2 separate regions of the Sus scrofa genome follow, and region 2 is linked to region 1. The links are chromatin contacts, called in public HiChIP or PLAC-seq maps. All regions are on one chromosome and are shown on one strand. Each heading gives the region's core, a stretch centred on a gene start, on an enhancer-like site or on the middle of the called end of the contact. The rest is flanking DNA. Distances are from core to core; before and after follow the strand shown. Region 1 overlaps VPS53 (vacuolar protein sorting-associated protein 53 homolog). Region 2 overlaps RPH3AL (rab effector Noc2).

Region 1 (2,639 bases), core at 72-2,571:
ATAGCTAAAAATGTGGCAGTGACTCAGGTGTCCATTGATAGGTGAATGGATAAGCAAAGTGTGGTGTATGCATACAGCAGAGTATTATTCAGCCTTAAAAAGGAAGGAGATTCGGCGTTCCCATTGTAGCGCAGCGGTTAACGAATCCGACTGGGAACCATGAGGTTGCAGGTTTGATCCCTGGCCAGCGGCCCTAGAAAAGGCAAAAAGCCAAAAAATATATAAAATAAACAAATACGAAGGAAGGAGATTCTGCATTGTGCTACAGTCTGGATGAGCCCTGAGGGCATGATGCTAAGTGAAATAAGCCAGTCACAAACAGACAAATATCAGATGATTCCATTTATGCGAGGTGCTTAGAAGGCTGTGAAAATCATCAAGGCATGAAGGGTAATAATGGTGTTGCTGGGGGCTGGGAGAGAACGGGGAGTTAGTGTTCAGTAGGTATAGAGTTTCAGTTTTACCAGATGAAAAGAATTTATAGGGATGGGTGACGGTGATGGTTGCACAACAGTGTCAGTGAAACTGCTCAATAAAACATGGTTAAGATGGCTGGACTGGTGCAGGTTTGACCCCTGGCCCAGGAACTTCCACATGCCATGGGTATGGCCAAAAGAAAAAAAAATGGTTAAAGTGGTAAGTTTTCTGTGTAGTTGACCTCAATCAGATTTGTTTAAAAGCAAGATGAAAATAGAGTTGATTATCTTGAACAACAACAAAAAAGAAAATAGTAGTACCCTGACACAGCTCTACTTCTTCATACCTAGTTTGCCCAGCAGGTCACGGTAGGTGCATTTCAAAGTGGTGTAGTTCTTCCGGGGGTCTAGCTGCGGAGGGCTGTCGGGAGGCAGGAGGAGGGGGAGGAGGGATTCTTCAGTGATTGAGGGGCCAGATGTTATCTGTTAACCACCTTCCTTTTCGTTTGGATTCTCGTCTTCCGCTTAGACATCGTATTTCAGAATTGCTCTCATGACAGAAATGCTGAGCATGCCTAGCGTAGCCGCCTCCTCCGACAGTGTCTGGCCCTCCCTCCTCAACGCCAACTGAGGTTGGTTGTGCGCCTTTCAATTCTGTTATTTGTCCTCTTTAACCTTATTTTATACAGCCCATTTCTTCAACTGTTCATTATGCTGCCCAAATTTGGGGGGTCCGGCGTGTAACCCTCTGATCTCTCATACTCCTCTTTCCTCTGGCAGCTCACCGGTGTTACGAGTCTCTTTCTTTTTCTCTTACATTTTTAGTTTTAACCACTTCCCTCTTTTCCGTCCATTTGATGACTCTTTTCCATCTTACTCATCCTCTTCCGTCGGCCACTTTGTAAGTAGTCTGCCATCTTCCACGTCGTCATCACCCGTGTTTGCGTGTAGACATAGTGGTTTCTAAAGCTCATCCTATTTCCTGGTCCTTATTGCTCGGATTTTTGTCCGTTTAGGTTTCTCCCTCGAAGCATGGCTTCCCTGGGGTGAGGCCCCTGTAAGTAGAGCCCTTAGACACAGTAGAGTCACAGCCCGCCAGCCCTCCAGCCTCACTCTGCTTTTGAACTTTGCTGTCTCTGTCTGGTCACATCATCTGCCTCTTCAGAAACCCCAGTGGCCTCTGCCTACTAATTTTTAATTTATTTTTATCTGCTTAATTATTTTTGTCTTTTTAGGGCAGTGCCCGAGGCATGTGGAAGTTCCCAGGCTAAGGGTCACATCGGAGCTGCAGCTGCTGGCCTGCACCACAGCCACAGCAACGTAGAATCCGAGCCACCCCTGTGACCTGTGCCACAGCCTGAAGCAGCACTGGATCCTTAACCCCACTGAGTGAGGCCAGGGATTGAACCCACATCTTCATGGTTACTAGTCAGGTTCTTAACCCGCTGAGCCACAACGGGAACTCCCTCTGTCAACTAATTTAAAGTTCCTTCGCATGGTCTTCAAGGCCTGTGGCCACCTTTCCAATTTTGTCTCCTGCTGGGATCCATCTGCAGTGAAAGCTCAGTGCTCAGCACGCGTGCCCTCTGCTGTCTGGACCTGTGCTTACATTCTTCTTTTTGCCTGAACTGCTTTCTCTCCTCTTTCTCTTCTGGTGGCTTCATTTCATAGTCTTACCCAGCTCAAATACTACTTGTTTTGTGAAATTTTCTTTTCGGCTCATCTGGATACATCAGAGGAATCTGAATTTGGTCCTCTTGGAACCCATCTGGTCCACTCCTCTCATTTTATGCCTGAGAAGATCGATCCCACTATCTGTCAGTTAGAGGGAAATTCTTCCTGCCCACAGACTCCCACAGCCCGGTGCTTGTGCTTTTCACGTGGCCTTCGTGATCTCCTGTGACTTCCTGGGCACACATCTCATCCCTTCGACCGGTATCTAAGCTCCTTGAAACAAAAACTCTCTCTTCTTCCTCTTCGAACTTCTCAGAATACATAGTTTACCTGCAGTAACATCTTATTCAACTATATTGACTGGTCTGTGGGAGATTATTTATTAGTTGTAAATAAACAAAAGCTCTTTACTGTAGAACGTCATTTTGACCAGTGTGTGTCCCTTTAAAGTTCTTTCAAGCGTGACGTGTGTGACTGGTCCTCACTCACTACCGGGGGAAGGAGTAGCACTACTGTGTAGTGTGTTTCTGCCTGTCATCAGAAAGGCTC
Region 2 (2,639 bases), core at 86-2,585, 190 kb after region 1:
AGCCCAGCTCCTCTCCCTCCTGTAGCCTCAGCCGTTCTCAGAAGCCACTTCCCTGGGGACGCCCTGCCTCTCCCATCTGCACAGGGCCCCTGTCCTGGTCTTCCCACCCCACTGCGCCCTGGGGACCACAGCTGACTGTCCCCAGATGGCAGGTCCCTATGTGTCCTGGAAGCCTCTTCCCTTCCTCCTGGGCCCTGGGGCTGGGTACCCTGCTGGCTGTCAGTAAAGGAATTCCTCCCCCAAACCTCCAAGAAGACGTCCTGTCATCCTTCAGAGTCTGGTTCAGATCCCACCTCCCTCCAGGACTGTTTTAGTCGCCCGGATTCCCACTGCCTGGTGCTCCTGCTGGGCTCACGGCTGGATTCATTTACAGTCCGTCCACCCAACTTAATACTTTTTTCTCTGCTATTAGCCTCTGATTGTATCAAGGCTGAGAGAGACACTTTTCCAGCTCTTAAATCACAGCAGCCTTTTATTGGGTGGTCGGCATGTGCCGGCCTGTGCTGCTCTTTGCAGCACCCCTCCTGTGCGTTATCCTTGCCACCCCCAGGGGGCAGGGTGCCAGGCTCCTTGGCTTCGTTCTGCCCGTGAGGATATGACCCCAGCGAGGTCCAGGGACCTGTCTACACCACACAGCTTGTAGGTGGGCAGCACATAGCTTGGCACTCCAGTCTGTCTGACTTTGGAGGCTGTTTCCTGATACTTGGATTTGCAGTTTTTCCAGAAAAGCATAAGCCTCAGTCCGCAGTGTGTTACAAGTCCTTTGGTACCTGGTCCTTTGGTGTGCAGGTGTACTGGTTGCTTGGAACTCCACTGGACTAAGAAAAGGACTTTGTTGGGAGTTCCCATCATGGCACAGTGGAAACGAATCTGATTAGGAACCATGAGGTTGCAGGTTCGATCCCTGGCCTCGCCCAGTGGGTTAAGGATCTGGCGTTACTCTGAGCTGTGATGTAGGTCACAGACCTGGCTCGGATCTGGCATGGCTGTGACGTAGGCTGGCAGCTGTAATTCCAATTTGACCACTAGCCTGGGAACCTCCATATGCCGCGGGTGCAGCCTTCAAAAGAAAAAAAAAGAAAAAAGAAAGAAAAGGACTTTGTTTTAGGTTTTTTGTTTTGTTTTGTTTTTCCCTTTTGGTCATCCCCAGCATATAGAGTTCCTGGACCAGGGATCAGATCACAGCTGCACTTGTGACCAATGCCACAGCTGTGGCAACGCCAGATCCTTTAACCCTGTGCCAGGTGGGGATGGAACCTGCGTTCTGGTACTATAGCCTTGCCACTGATCCCGTTGCACCACAGCGGGAACTCCAAGGAAAGGATTTTGAAACACAACAGATGGTTAAGGGCGGGACCAGTGACTCAGAGAAGCTGTGACAACTGCCCCAGAGGCCTTTGACACAGGCTGTGTTTTTGTGTGAGTGTGTGTGTGTGTGTGCGTGTGTGTGTGTGCGCGTGCGTGAGAGTTGTGGAACAGAGAACTGCGAGGAGCCCTCAGGTCATTTCTGTCGCTTAGGACACTTTTGAATGCCTTTTGTTTTTTTGATGCAGAAATCAATGCCACCCTCCAAACAGGAGCGCCTCCAGTTAAGTTTCTTAGGAGCTGTGCTTCCCTTCTGTCCACAGGTCACTGTCATATGAAAACAAGTTCCTCTTGTGAAAAACAGTTGCCATGGCAACTGGTAGTGCAAGGCCCCGCTCTGGCTCCTAGGTCTCTGCACCGAGTGCTTCGAGGGGCGTTTTCCATCTCTGTCTCCTACACAAAACCATCAAATGCTTCGCTCCGCTCTTCCTTTTGCATGGACATCGGAGCCATTGGGGTTTTTTGCAGGCTGTGATTTCTGGGCACTGTTAGTGCCCCAGCAGCTTGTCCCTAGGCTGCTGGCACACCATTAGTAATGACCCCGAACGGCGCCCCTGGTTTAGGTCACATTTTGAGTGAGATCCAGTGCCCTGTGGGTAAAAGGACAGTAGCTGTGGCCTTCACGCATCCTTGATGACAGGAGAGGCCGAGGGAAGAGCGCAGTCTGGCGTAGGGCGGGCACGTGGGTACAGCTCTGTTCCCGTGGGTGGTGGCGGAATTGTTTGTCTGCAGTTGGTGTCTCCTCCGATGTGAGGGCCTTGCTCAGCTATCCTGGCAGGGGGCTGCCAGAGCAGGGGGCCTCAGGGGTGCTGAGAAAGACCGGGTGCCTTTGGCAGTAGTAATAGCCACTAACGCCGAGGGGTTCTTAGCTTATGTAGACCTTGTTCCCATGTTTAATCCTCAACCAAATGAAGACAGAAGTACTGTTGTTTTCTCCATTTTATTGGTAAGGAAAGTAATGCACAGAGAGGTTAAGGGCTTGCCCAAGGATGCACAGCCAGTAGGTGGTAGAGTAGGGCTTTAGTCCTAGGAAGTCTGACTCCTGTGGCCAGTGCTCTTTACTCGGTGCTGCATAGCCAGTGGGAAGACCGCATTTAATGAAGGAAAGGGTGAACTGGAGATGTAGAGCAGGTTGGTCTTTCTCAAGATGTGATTTAAAGCAGTGATTTTCAACATTTTATGTCTTCGGAGAGGCAAAAGGCTGCAATGAAAAGATGTGTACTAGCATGTTCACGGCAGCACTCTCTGCAAGAGCCGACAAACTGGAACCGCCA

What was found. HiChIP or PLAC-seq counts read pairs in DNA pulled down with a chosen protein or histone mark.
Region 2: an H3K27ac HiChIP or PLAC-seq map of alveolar macrophages shows a contact between it and region 1. The contact joins two enhancer-like sites. A contact is called at or near these places in 1 of 5 promoter capture datasets (fetal liver), 1 of 47 Hi-C or Micro-C datasets (embryonic fibroblasts) and 2 of 2 datasets of contacts at active chromatin or transcription factors (alveolar macrophages and skeletal muscle).

Annotation. Positions count from the first base shown.
Region 1 is chr12:47,161,545-47,164,183 of Sscrofa11.1, forward strand. All of the region lies in intron 4 of VPS53 (vacuolar protein sorting-associated protein 53 homolog), which reads left to right. Among named protein-coding and RNA genes, the nearest start is that of VPS53, 21 kb to the left of the region's middle. Within about 2 kb of position 1,322, at least 2 of the 83 cell types and tissues checked have an H3K27ac peak or open chromatin away from gene starts, as enhancers often do. A contact at or near this core is called in alveolar macrophages, where this site is marked.
Region 2 is chr12:47,349,131-47,351,769 of Sscrofa11.1, forward strand. All of the region lies in intron 2 of RPH3AL (rab effector Noc2), which reads left to right. Among named protein-coding and RNA genes, the nearest start is that of C12H17orf97, 20 kb to the left of the region's middle. Within about 2 kb of position 1,336, at least 5 of the 83 cell types and tissues checked have an H3K27ac peak or open chromatin away from gene starts, as enhancers often do. A contact at or near this core is called in alveolar macrophages, where this site is marked.